2 separate regions of the Ovis aries genome follow, and region 1 is linked to region 2. The links are chromatin contacts, called in public Hi-C maps. All regions are on one chromosome and are shown on one strand. The core of a region is the stretch at or near the end of the contact, and the rest is flanking DNA. Distances in the headings are between cores, read along the strand shown. Region 1 has its middle 27 kb from the start of FOS. Region 2 overlaps TMED10 (transmembrane p24 trafficking protein 10).

Region 1 (6,215 bases), core at 941-3,440, 130 kb before region 2:
CATGCAGGACACATGACACGCACATACATAACACAGCCAAGCATTGTTTCATATTCTGTGCTCGGTGGTTTCATCCACCATTAAAGCCACATCCCTGATGACCCACAATGCTCATGGCTCTTCCTCCTGTGTTGAAGTGATATCACACAATGTCACAAAAAAGCAATTTACCCATTCCTTGTTCTAGTTGCTCTCAGAGCAAAATATTCATTACCAGTTTTGTTTCATAAGCTGCTCAGTAATCACGACTTTTCAGTGTATTCTAGTGCAGAGCTTTGGGGTCAAATGAGTGGGAGCTCAAATCCTGACATCACCACCTCCCAGCTGTGTGGTTTGAAGCAAGCCTCTACTCTTCTCTAGCTATAACTTTATTCTCACTTTATAGATGAGGAAATAAAGAACCAGAAAGAACAGATTCCGGACATACGCTTCAAGTTGTTATCTATAAAAAAAGATTTGCTTTGCCAGGTTCTTACAACAAATGAAAAGAGAACGTATGTACCGAGTTTACATTAGTGCCTGGCATATGCTAATTTATGCTAATAGGACATATATTGGGTAAGTGGTAATGGTGGTGAAAAGTGTATTTCTTTAAATGGAAGAAAAAAGTTGCTTTGAGTTAGTTGTTGACAGTTACTGGGACTCTCTGTGACTTGAGTTCCACCACGTGTTTCGGTTCGAGATCCCACAAACTCCCACCCAGCATTGTGTTGTAACTGCACCATTTCCCTTCGTGAAATTTGAGAGGTGATGTTTTGACATTGTTTCATTTCATTTCCTCCTGATGGGTGGGCTTAACTGGTTTCTCAATTTAAGCAGAGCAAAAGGGAGAAGTATTTTAAATTGCTGTGACCGTCCAAATTGGTCATACCTTCTGGCCTCTGAGAATGAGCCCAAAATTCTCTTCTCCTCTCCTAAAATATTTGGGCTTTTTTCCAGTTCCTCTAACTGCCAAATATAATTCTGTCCTTAGTTTCCTCAAGGCTCCCCCTTTCTCCTTTCAACTTGCCCCTTGGCATTTGGATACATCAAAAATGAATTTTGAAATAATATCTTAATCACATTTCACGTCCTTGTGGTGGATTTCTGTTTGCTAAATGCCTTCATGTCCATTCTTCCCTTTTGGCTGAAGATGGCTATGTCTCCTTAATGGATGACACAGCAAAGGCTCAGAGAGCTGAGCCAACAAGCCCTGGGGGTCAGCCTCCAAGCGAATGACACTACCGGGTACAACAAGGAGACAGTCTTTGACAGACAGTTTAAAATGTATATATATGTATATGGTCAAATATGCATAACATTGGAGAAGGAAATGGCAACCCACTCCAGTATTCTTACCTGGAGAATCCCCATGGACAGAGGATCCTGGTGGGCTGGGGTCACAAAGAGTTGGACATGACTAAGTGACTGACACACACACATGCATAACATAGAACTTACCAGTTTGACCATTTTAAAGTGTACAATTCAATGGCCTTCAGTACCTCCTTGGCCAAATGCCATCACCACCTCCGGAGCTCATTTCATCTTCGCAAACTGCAGCTCCATCCTCATGAAACCGTTAACTCCCAATCTCCCCGCCCCTAGCCCCTGACGACCACCCTTCTACTCTGTCTCTGTGAAGTGACTGCTCTGAACACATCACGTGAGAGGAACCATACAGTATTTCGTATGACAGACACTTTTGCAGCAAGATGTCTGGAGGAAGGTACCAAGATTCTTTCCTCCATCGCATTGATTTTAGCTGATGTCACACTTTAGCCAGAAAGGGAGTCTCTTCTGTACCCTGAAGTAATTCACTCTCATGGACGTGAACATCTTTTTAGCCCTGCCTGACACAACAGAGGTTTTCTTATGTTTTGTTTTCACTGAAAGCTGTTCATTCCTCCAGATAATGACTTAAATTGTGATCATCAGAACTGAAGAAGAAGAAAATGATAAAAAGCTCCCAGAGAAGGACATAAAACGTTTTCATGTGCCACCTCTGAGCCTCCCAAAAGCCTTTCTCTTCTCCACTGGCTGCTCTTGTGTATGTATCGTTTCTTTGTGTTTTTTTGTTGTTGTTGTTGTAAAGAACTCTGTGATCTACTTCAATTCATGTTTTGCCCAGAAAGCTAACACAGCTGTAAATCCTTTCTGCCCGGAAAGCCTTCCAGCCTTTCCAGAGGCCTCTTTGCTGATTCAGTGGCCGCCTCCCTCCCTTTGAGGCTGGCCAGCCTCCCTAAGCCCACTGCCACCACCGCCGTCCCACAACCCCAGGCAGCCTGCCTGGCTGCTGTGAGAAGACGCCTCTCTCTGGAAGGGATCATGCCTTTTCCACAGGTTCCTATTACTTGGAGAAGCACAGCACCCCCAGGGGGAGCCCCCTACTCAGGCTTCCCCCCTGCAGAGAGCTGGCTCTGCTGCCCGCTAGTAAACCAGCTGGCCGTCACCATGACGACAGCCTGGCCCAGAGCCTGGATGACGCCAGACCTGACTCCCCTCCCAGCCTCACCCAAGTCTGTCTGAGCTCCAGCTGCTTTTGTTGGGCTTCGTTTTGCTTGTCAGTTTGAGGCAGCTCTTTTGCTGATTGGATTCAGGGGGCTGGGCTTAGAATCCCTGGGGTGCAGGGAAGTCAGTAGCCTGCCCTGACAGGAATTTCCTGGCAACCTGGGGTATTCCCCCGTCATAGTAACAAGATCTACAAGACAGAGCCCACAAGAAGCCTGGGCCTCAGATAATCCACTAATACTCTGACCCCGCAGGCAATTTCAATCAAGGGCACTGTTACTAACCCATGTTGCTTTGTGACGCTCTGCTCATGATAACAGGCCAACCTGTTCTTTGATCAAATGAAGGAAGTGTTACAACATGCTGGCAGAACATTCTAGCTGTGCAGAAACAACAAAAATGAATAAATCCAGGATGAAGAAGAAACAATCATGTGGATTTTGAGGAAGAGTTTAAGTGAATGTGATGATAGACACCCAGGTGAATCTTTGCCTCATCACGGGAGAAGGTTTTGCCTCTATTATTTGGATAATGCAGAAGCAGGGATCTGGAACATTGTTTGAACTAATTTGAAAACATACCTGATAGCCTTTGGTTGTTTCATCCCCCGGTCTTTATCTCTCAAATGACTCCTTTTAATAACTTGCTTGACCTCCAGGGCACCTGAGTTTACCCTGCATCCTCTCATTTGTGACATAAAACATATCTCTCGTTTCAGCCTTTGAAGGCATGTCAGCTCCTCATCTGTGAAACGGGGGTAAACAATGCCAACCAGGCAGGTTGGACAGTATTTAGCTCAGTCCTGGCACTTACTGAGCTACTATCATCATCATTATCAGTAACTCCTACCTGTACCTTTTTCTCAAGGATCCTGACACTTTTTATAGGCATAACATCACTGGGAATTTCCTGACAGTCCCAGTAGTTGGGATTTCACTGCTATTCATCAATTTCACTGCCAGGGCCCTGGATTCGATCCCTGGCCAGAGAACAAAGATCCCACAAGCCTGTGGCAAAAAAAAAAAAAAGAATTACTTGGACTTTCTTGGTGGTACAGTGGATAAAATCTGCTTGTCAATGCCAGGGACACTGGTTTGATACCTGATCTGGGAAGATGACACATACCTTGGAGCAACTGAGCTGGTTTGCCACAACTACTGAGCCCAAGGCACCCAGAGCCTAGCTTGCGCTCCACAACAAGAGAAGCCACCACAATGAGAAGCCCTAGCACCTCGACAGAGTAGCTCCCGCTTGCTGCAACTACAGAAAGTCCATGTACAGCAACAAAGACCCAGTACAACCCCAAATTAATTTTTTATAAAAGAATTACATCATTGATTCATTTAACAAATGCTATCTACTAAGTCTAAGCTGGCCAGGCACTGCGCCAGCCACTAAGGATAAAATGATAGACAAAAAATAAACACAGTTCCCATCCATTGGTAGCTTCTGGACTAGTAAAGGAGACAGACATTAACCACATAAAATGTTAAATAACTTAGGTGTCATATGAGTAAAGCCATCTCAGACCCTGCAGGCCAGCCCATCCCCCAGCTGAATACCACCAAGGACATCCATCTTTGCCATACTGAGCAGAAGAATTTCCCAGCCAATTCCTGTCTTAATTCCTGACGCACAAAATCATGAGATCTGATAGGTGGTTGCTCTTTTAAGCTCTGCCTTCCCAAATAAAAATAATGACATCTCTACTAAGTGCCTAAAGCATTAAGAGAACGTGAACTAGAGAAACTACATTTTAGCTTCTTTTCCTAGTTAGGATACTAGAGTGAAGGTAGGTTTAGATATAAGAATTTAGAATAGAATGACTTGACCTCCTAAATCCTAAAGCCAAATGCAAAGCCTAGGGATGCAGATTCTCAATCCCCAATCCTGCAGAAAATCCTGGGGGTTTCTTACATCAAGCTTTGTTTCACTGAAGAGCGCCCTCTTCTGGCTCAGGGCTCTTTCTCCAGCCATGCTGTCTTCTGACGTGACTTTTCAAGGAATTTGTGCGTGTGCCGCCCATGTCTTCACCAAATGTGTGCTGAGCACCCAGGCCCCCGGGTTACAGCCTGAATCAGGCACAGGCTCCCCATCCCTGTGAAACTGACAGTCATATGAGCTTCCTGACCTCTCTGAGAAGGCAGGGCAAGCTTCATCACTCCCACTTGATAGATGAGGAACTGAGGCAGGAGGATGGAGAAAACTTGACTAAGTTATTAATGATTCAGGACTATTTCAGGAAGGAAACAAAGAAGCTCTCACTGAACATCAGACTGGGCCCAAGTCCCTCACTCCCTATAGCCATACTCTGCCTCATCACCCTCTGCTTCCGAACCTTGAGTTCCTCCCCATTTGGGACGTCTCCTCATGGTCCCCTGAACCAGCGCACCCTACCACCCCCTCCACATCTCTGGGGCCTTAAGGGCATTTCCCTGCCATTTCATCTCTCTGCAGTGACTGTTGCTCCAAAGCCAGCCTTCAGTCTTTCTCCCCGCTAAGACCCTCCCACTCTCCCTGACGTCTTGCCCCTGGTGGCTCTGGTAGTGTAACATATATTTGGAAATAGATATCTAGGCAGGGACCTCATTGTATATCCTGTCCCTGCCCATGGAGAGGATCAGACAGGCCTGGGGTTCAGATCCCAGATCTGCTAATTCCTCTCCTGGGAGGTGAGAAAATGAGGTCGCCTCCTCAGCAATGGTGTTCTCCAGGGTACAGCATGGATATTAGCTGCTCTGAAACTTAGGTGATATGTTTAAGGCACTCAGCACGTAGTGAACACTCCAGGCACAGTATATGTCTAAGTCCTTTAACATGTTCAGTCTGGTCACCTGCTGCCGCAGCACAATGACCCTCAAGGCACCTAGTACACTCTTGGGCATACAGAGAGAGACAACATACAAGAATTTTAAAACTCAAAATTCTCAGGGAGCAAGATCTTCCACTAAAAGCAGGTGGGTATGCAGATTCGAACAGCACTAAGAATATGCTGTCTGCCACCTCGTGGAGAACAGGGCTGACACAAGAGGATGGCGCTGGGGCCCATGATATTTTTTAGGAACCCACAAAGATGCTTTAATTTCGTTTGAAAATCAGAAGAAAAAAATTAACTTTTCTTTCCCAAAAGGACAATTTATTCAAACTTCCTCAGACTATTAATCATTATAACCATGTAGTCATAAAAATAAATTTTGGGGGTACTCTTTCTACCCCCTTCTGATGCCTATGTCAGAAGCTTTCTCTATCTCCTTTATGCTGTAATAAAACTTTATTACACGAAAGCTCTGAGCGATCAAGCCTCGTCCCTAGCCCCAGATTGAATTCTCCTCCGGGGGCCAAGAATCCCGGCATCGTGATTCAACAACAACCTTTCATCTTGGGGGCTCATCCGGGATCCTTCAGGACAAGATGGGAGCTAACAATTCCAGCCTCACTCCTTTGAACTGTATCTTGAAAAACTGGGATAGATCCCAAGGGCTTAAAGAAGACACACGTGGTCTTCCTGTGTGATACTGCATGGCCACAGAATCCATTGGAGGACGGTGGACGGTGGCCAGTTGGAGGGTCTCTTAAGTATAATACTGTTTTACAATTAGACCGGTTCTGTAAGGAACAAGGGAAGTGGGTAGAAGTAGTATATGTGTTGCCCTTTTTCTCTCTGCGAATTATACCAGACTTATGTCCTAAGGGTATAGATTTGAGCGTGAAACCTTCAGCTCCCT
Region 2 (6,189 bases), core at 655-3,154:
TCTTTTGTTCTTAGAACCCTAATTGGTTTAATGCTCAGAAGGGCTCTGTGATTTGGCTTAGTTTCTTTTTTTTCTCCCTAGTATTTGTTTATTGATTTGACCAGGCCTTAGTTTTGGAATCTTCAGTGTTTGTTGCGGCATGTAGACTTTCTAGTGGTGGCATGTGAACTCTTAGTGGTGGCGTGCGGGATCTAGTTCCCTGACCAGGGATTAAACCAGGGTCCCCTGTTGGGAGTGCAGAGCCTTAGCCTCTGGACCACCAGGGCTTAGTTTCTTGATCCTACCTATTCAGTCTTACTTTATTGCTTTCAACTTGATATGTCCAGTTTATCCAAAAGAACGTCTCTACTGTCTTTTTTAAACGTGCTACACTCTTTTCTTCCTTCCTGGTTATTTGTTTTTGGTTGTGCTGAGTCTTTGTTGCTGCTCGCAGGCTTTCTCTAGTTGAGGCAAGTGGGGACTACTTTTTAGTTGTGGCGGGCGGTTTCTTATCCACTGTACCCACCAGGGAAGTCCTCCATTCCTTTCAATAGCTGAGTCTTTGCCCATGTGTTCCCTTCTGCCTAGATACTTTCTTTATCTGCATTCAGGTGTTGATGTCTGTCCACAGCTAATCTCTTCCCTCTTCTAACCTTTGCTCAATAGCCAGGATTATCTGAACCATTTTTGGTTTGGTTTTCTCCTTAAAGTTTTAGACTCCTTTGTATTTCACTGTGCTATTATGCATATTTGTGTCTTAGATGCCCATCAGATTATTTGAAGGCACAGATTGCAGTCACCACCACAGTCCTAGCACCTTGGGAGTTCTCAGTGAGTTGTTTTTTGAATTGATGTTTCAGAAAACCTCCAGTGTTTCTCAGGGTACAGTACCGTTCTCTATGGCTTATGGTCTCAGAAACCACAATGGTTAAGTGGCACTGTTTCCCAGAACTCCTGATTTCATGCAGGTAGTTGTTAGTTTTATAAGTAATCAGGTGAATTTTACAGGATGAGTACTGAGCAGTTTTCTGGGGCCCTTTGTAATCTTTCCCTTTCTCCTACTTGATAAGAGTAGAATTCTTTTTGATCAGATTACCATTTCTCATGGGAACATTGCTCTGTTGGTCCTACTATATCCCAAATGGACTTTTCTGTTTGTAAGAAGTACTCCTGAGAATTGTATTCTTACTATTAAGTTTCTTCTTGGGCTCCTCTAGGGGCTTTGTGGGGATAGTCCTGTACCATTTTATTTACCTATTGAAATGGCCTTACATTGACCAAAACCTTTGAAATAAGTGGACTAGTAGACAAATCCTGTGTACTTTTCAGTACTCATATTTGTGTTAAGTAATCCAAGCTCAGCATATACCTAGTAATCCTTCTCTCAGAATTTGGCAGGTCGTCTTTTTTCAGATGTGGAACTGTGCCTGAGCAGCCTGCGTGGGTGCCCACTGCCTGCCGGTCTGTGCCCCACAGTGGGTTTCCTAACCAGTGAGCCTGTGTGTGCTCTCCTCTCCCATTCTGTTCCTGTTCTGCCAGCTGCAGGATCGTGTGTCCTGCTCCCTCAGAGATGTTTGCCAGCAGCATGTTCTTGTCGCTTTCTGGCACCCCCCACACATAGAGGCTTTGTCTGGAATGCTTGTGATTTTTAGCCAGAGCCAGGAATTTTCTGCAGCTGAGTAGGGGGAGGAGTTGTGACTGTTTCCCTCTATTGAGAGGGTAGGGGTTAGGGAGAGGGAGGGCGGGTGGGTGATTTCCCGGAATTTTAAATATTCCTCACAATGAACCCTTTGATTTCTTTCTCAGGAACAGGGCGGATACCTGACCAACTCGTGATCCTAGACATGAAGCATGGAGTGGAAGCGAAAAATTACGAAGAGGTACGTCCTGCTTAACAGCCAGTGGAGGCAGTAGCTTGCCATTCCGTGAGGTTTCTGTGACCTAGTCAGGCCAGCAGGCTGTGCTTTGCCCAGAAGGCTGTGGTTTTCTCAGCAGTCATGTGACAGCCAGCTTGATATAAAAAAGTTGTGTTAACAGCCTTGAACAATAATTCTGGCTGTGCTGTCAGCCAAATGACTGGACCAACCGTCCCATAGAAGTGTTGGTATGATAAAACACTCAAGCACATGCCAGCAGTGCTTTTGAGACAGAAACCAGATATATATTTAGAATTTCTAAAAGCTAGAATTCATTAATGTTGATGTTCAAGGTTAAGAAAAGTGATTTTTTTTAAATTCGTATGGTTTTTATTCCCAGACTGACAGCTATGTGTATATTTAGATTCAGTGCTGTTTAGACTTGAACAATTGTGTTGTTTTTGAAAAAACACAATAATCAAAAGTAGCTTTTAATTAAAATAATTTCAAATTTTTCAAAAAGAGAGCAAGATGGAAGAAGAAAACTACAAGAGACTTGGAGTTTTGCTGACAGCATGTATTGTAGTAAAAATAGGCGTTTATTTGGGTGGTAGGGAGCTGGAAGTGTGCTTAGAATTAGGGGAGGGGGACTGGGCTCTTTTAAGCTATTGTGAGAGACTCTGGGGGCAGCACAGCTTCTTTAAATGAAGACTACCTGTGAAAACCACAAGACCTATTTAAGACTGGAGGATTGATCTTTACAGAAAAGATAAGAGTGTTTTTACCGAGGTCAGTCTTTTTATGAAAGTACCTAAAGGCATATAGAAGAGATGGGCTACAGGAAGTATAAATGGATTTTGAAGAATGTAAACTGAATAAACAAAGGAAAGTTGCTTTAAGTGATTTAAGAGAATTTTCTAGGAATGGTGGAACAGGAGAGGTTATTCTATCTTTGGTCAGAATTTGGAAGGGAAATATCCTAAAATGGAAGAGGATTGGAAGCCAGTGGCTGGCTCTGCAACAGGAAGTAGTAGTACAGTAATTGTGGCTCTCCAGGTCTCTCCTCTTTTTTCTTAGTTCATGTGTTCAGTTGAACAAAACTGGACTGAATTATTTGTAGGCAGTATATCGGAGCAAGTGATGCAGTTGTGAATGGAAGGCAATTCCTGATAGAGACTTTGGTTGGCTTGTTTCTGTCTCCAGGCTAGTTTAATTAAAAGAAATAAAGCCAAGAGCTTTTTTGTTCAATGAACGGCAAGAGTAAATTGAAAAATCCTTTTAAACTTTTATGAGTCAGAGGAATCCTAATTGTATTTAATAAGTTAAAGCACTGTTGTATGATATAAAACACTAAGAAAAATGTTGTATTATTATGATGTTGAAGAATAGGTAAAAGAATTTGCAGTTTTTGAATACTGCTGTTATATTCTCACCCTCAGATTAGATGCTAGATATAGCTGCTGCTTCTCTAAAGCAGACAGTGTTATTCTGAGTTTACATGTACAGTGATGTGTACATCCACCGTATGGCATTTTAGAACCCCCATACCCCGACACCTGGAATTTCCATCATCCTTGGACTTTGTTGACACTAGGAAAGGGCCTTTATCTTTCCTGACCTTTTACTTAACCCAAGAGGGGAATCCCTAGCAGAAAGGAAACCACGGTGCTTCCTTTGCTGCTTCCTGCTTCAGCAGCCTAGCACGTCCTAAGCCCTTCTTTACGCACATGGTTACAACACAGCTCAAAATTCTCTTTCTTAACCAAGAAACTCCTCCCACTACTTTCTTCAGTGACCTACCTCCCCACTCCCCCACCCCTCAATCAAAAAGCAGATCAAACTGAGACAGAGGATGACATGTGATTATGACACAGGCCAAAGACCGGCCCATTTCTCAGGCCAGAGCTAGGCCGGCTCCCTTGAACCTTGCTCAGAAATGGCTGTTTAGTTGTCGCTCGTCCAGTGCCTGGGACAGGAACATGGATGATAGAAGCACTTGCTGTGTAGTTTATTAGCAGAGAGCACTGGACATATGTAGAGGTTTTGAGGCATTTAACTTCAGGCCCTGGGGGCGAGGGCAAGGCTTTATCTCCAGAGGAGTGGGGCCCTTTGGCATCAGTGTTTGAATTCAGGAAGGTGGCATGTTTCTTTTAATGTTTTTTCACATCGAACATCACTCTGCCTCACAGTTGTGGACTTCATAATTCTGAAATCCCACATGGTCCTGTACAATTAAGTAGTAATCATTGTCTAAACACCTGGACAGAGAACCACACTACCTGCCAAATTGTTATGGAGGTTTAGTGAATTAACGCGTGTGAATTGCTATGTAAACAAATGTAATTTGTAATTACATTGTCAAATTACATTTGACAAATGTAAGGTGACATTATTTGAAGGCAGAGTGGTTGACATTTTGTAAAGAAATGTAGTTTTGTAGTTTGAAATCTTTAAATAGAAAGAATGCATATTTCCTCAGAAATAAAACATTTTTAATTCCCTCCAATAGATTTTAAGGATCTCTCACCACTATCTTTTGCCCCTAAGAGGGTCCCATTTTGGTAGAATCAGTATGTGAATCGAGCCATTTCTTTTTAGTTTGTGGTCTGTGAGCTAGAACAGCTGTTTGCAGGGACTTATTATCTAATCTTACAGTTGTGGGAATAAAGGCAGTTATCCCACCAGGAAGGAGCTGTCTGACATAACTCACTGGGCTGTGTATGTCCCTTCTTGCTTAGATGTCTGTATTTTCAGCACAACTAAAATAATTTTTTGCCTAAATGTTCTATTAGTATGCCATTTGCTACCAACAGATACACCAAAAACACAGTTGCACTTTTTGAAGCATCAGCTGAAGCCTTTTCAAAAGCTGTTTCTCTGAATGCCCTCATGAAGGAGGAACTCTGGTTCTACATACTAGATCCAAAAGCCCTTTCTTGACATAGCTTAAATGAAATAACATGGGTAAGCTACTTGACACATAGGCGATCAGTTCAGTAGATTTTAGCTCCCTTCTACCCCACCTAGAAGCTGCCACATGGCTATGACAGAGTGAATAGGATCTTTCTAAATTTCATTCATTTAGTCCTAAGATTGGCAGTCTTTTCTGGACTTATTTTGGCATGTTGTTGACCTTCTGACCTTCGCTGAAGAAGCCTGTGATCCATGTGCCCTCATGCAAAAGTAGACTTGGCTTTGGGTGTAAGTCTATCTTCATTGTCTTGATTGTGTTAAGACTGGGTGGTTTCCTCTTTGATTGCTATGCTTCTAAAATTTGCAGGGGCTGAGGATGCGGGTATGGAGATAACAGTCATTTGCCTGAATCTGGCTCTCCTCATGAAGCTTCTGTCTTGAGTTTCTCAAAGTTCCACCAAGGGAAAGAATCCAGTGATTCCCTAGAGGCTGGTTCCACGTGTGTGTTTCAAGAAGCAGTCTTTCAGATTTACCACCTTCCCTTGGTATGATTACATAGAACTCTGAACTCTTTGGAATTCAAATCATCATTAGAGGAATGGAAAATTTGTGTATAGTTTAAGGGTAACTTCACAGTTATTTGGAAGGTATTGTAGATGTGCAGGGAAAGCTTTTTCAAACAATACCTTCCACTACAGATGAGAGTGATAGATACTGTGGTAAAGAAAACTTTCTCCTAGGCAGTGGGCCTGGTGAAAGTGAATGCTGACAGTTGATGCTCTTAACATTCAAGAAGCACTTGCTTCAGGGGACCAGCAGCACTTAATATCTGCTATAGGAAGTTGACTCCTTAAAGAAGGCATAGAATGGACATAATGGGTCAGCTTCAAGTATGTACCTTATATTAGGCATGTGGGACGACACAAAGTATATATCATTCTGATGCTGTTGCATTCAAGATCCAAACTAGTGTGGGGGAAAAGGATAAAAAGCAAAACAACGTGGATATGACAGTGTCTGAGTGTTAATTGTGTGGCATTCTTAAGTGTTGTGCGGCTTTAGAGAAGAGGGGATCAGTGTGGACAGTAGTGGTTAAAGGAGGCTTCATGGTTAAGGCTGGAAAGATAGGTGGGATTTGGATACACTGAATATGTATGCTTTTGGAAGTCAGGGATTCGTTTTTGCTTACATTTTATAGCAGAGCTTTGGAGTTTTGATGCTAAATAAATGCTTTGGTGCCCTGAATAGGGAGTCATGAGACTTTGGTACTGGTGGTCTTGGTGTTGCACTCAGAGGACTGAGTAACTTTATGAAATCGTCAGTTTCCTCATTTGTAAAATGAAGTCTCTCTTAGCCCTGGTATTTATTTAATGGTTAAATGCAGCCTAAAAGGGGAATGCTGCCTCCTAGTGGAGAACCTGTGAAATAGGCTTTTGCTTTT

What was found. A called contact is a pair of places that touch in the nucleus more often than the background predicts.
Region 1: a Hi-C map of hypothalamus shows a contact between it and region 2, with 4 times the contacts expected there. The contact joins two enhancer-like sites. A contact is called at or near these places in 16 of 16 Hi-C or Micro-C datasets (blood, hypothalamus, liver and 7 more).

Annotation. Positions count from the first base shown.
Region 1 is chr7:84,595,821-84,602,035 of ARS-UI_Ramb_v3.0, reverse strand. No RefSeq gene overlaps it. Among named protein-coding and RNA genes, the nearest start is that of FOS, 27 kb to the right of the region's middle. Within about 2 kb of position 2,190, at least 29 of the 54 cell types and tissues checked have an H3K27ac peak or open chromatin away from gene starts, as enhancers often do. A contact at or near this core is called in hypothalamus, liver and tail adipose tissue, where this site is marked.
Region 2 is chr7:84,461,651-84,467,839 of ARS-UI_Ramb_v3.0, reverse strand. It overlaps TMED10 (transmembrane p24 trafficking protein 10), which reads left to right. Exons shown (of 5, transcript XM_004010798.5): 3 at 1,786-1,859. Among named protein-coding and RNA genes, the nearest start is that of NEK9, 15 kb to the right of the region's middle. Within about 2 kb of position 1,904, at least 47 of the 54 cell types and tissues checked have an H3K27ac peak or open chromatin away from gene starts, as enhancers often do. A contact at or near this core is called in hypothalamus, liver and tail adipose tissue, where this site is marked.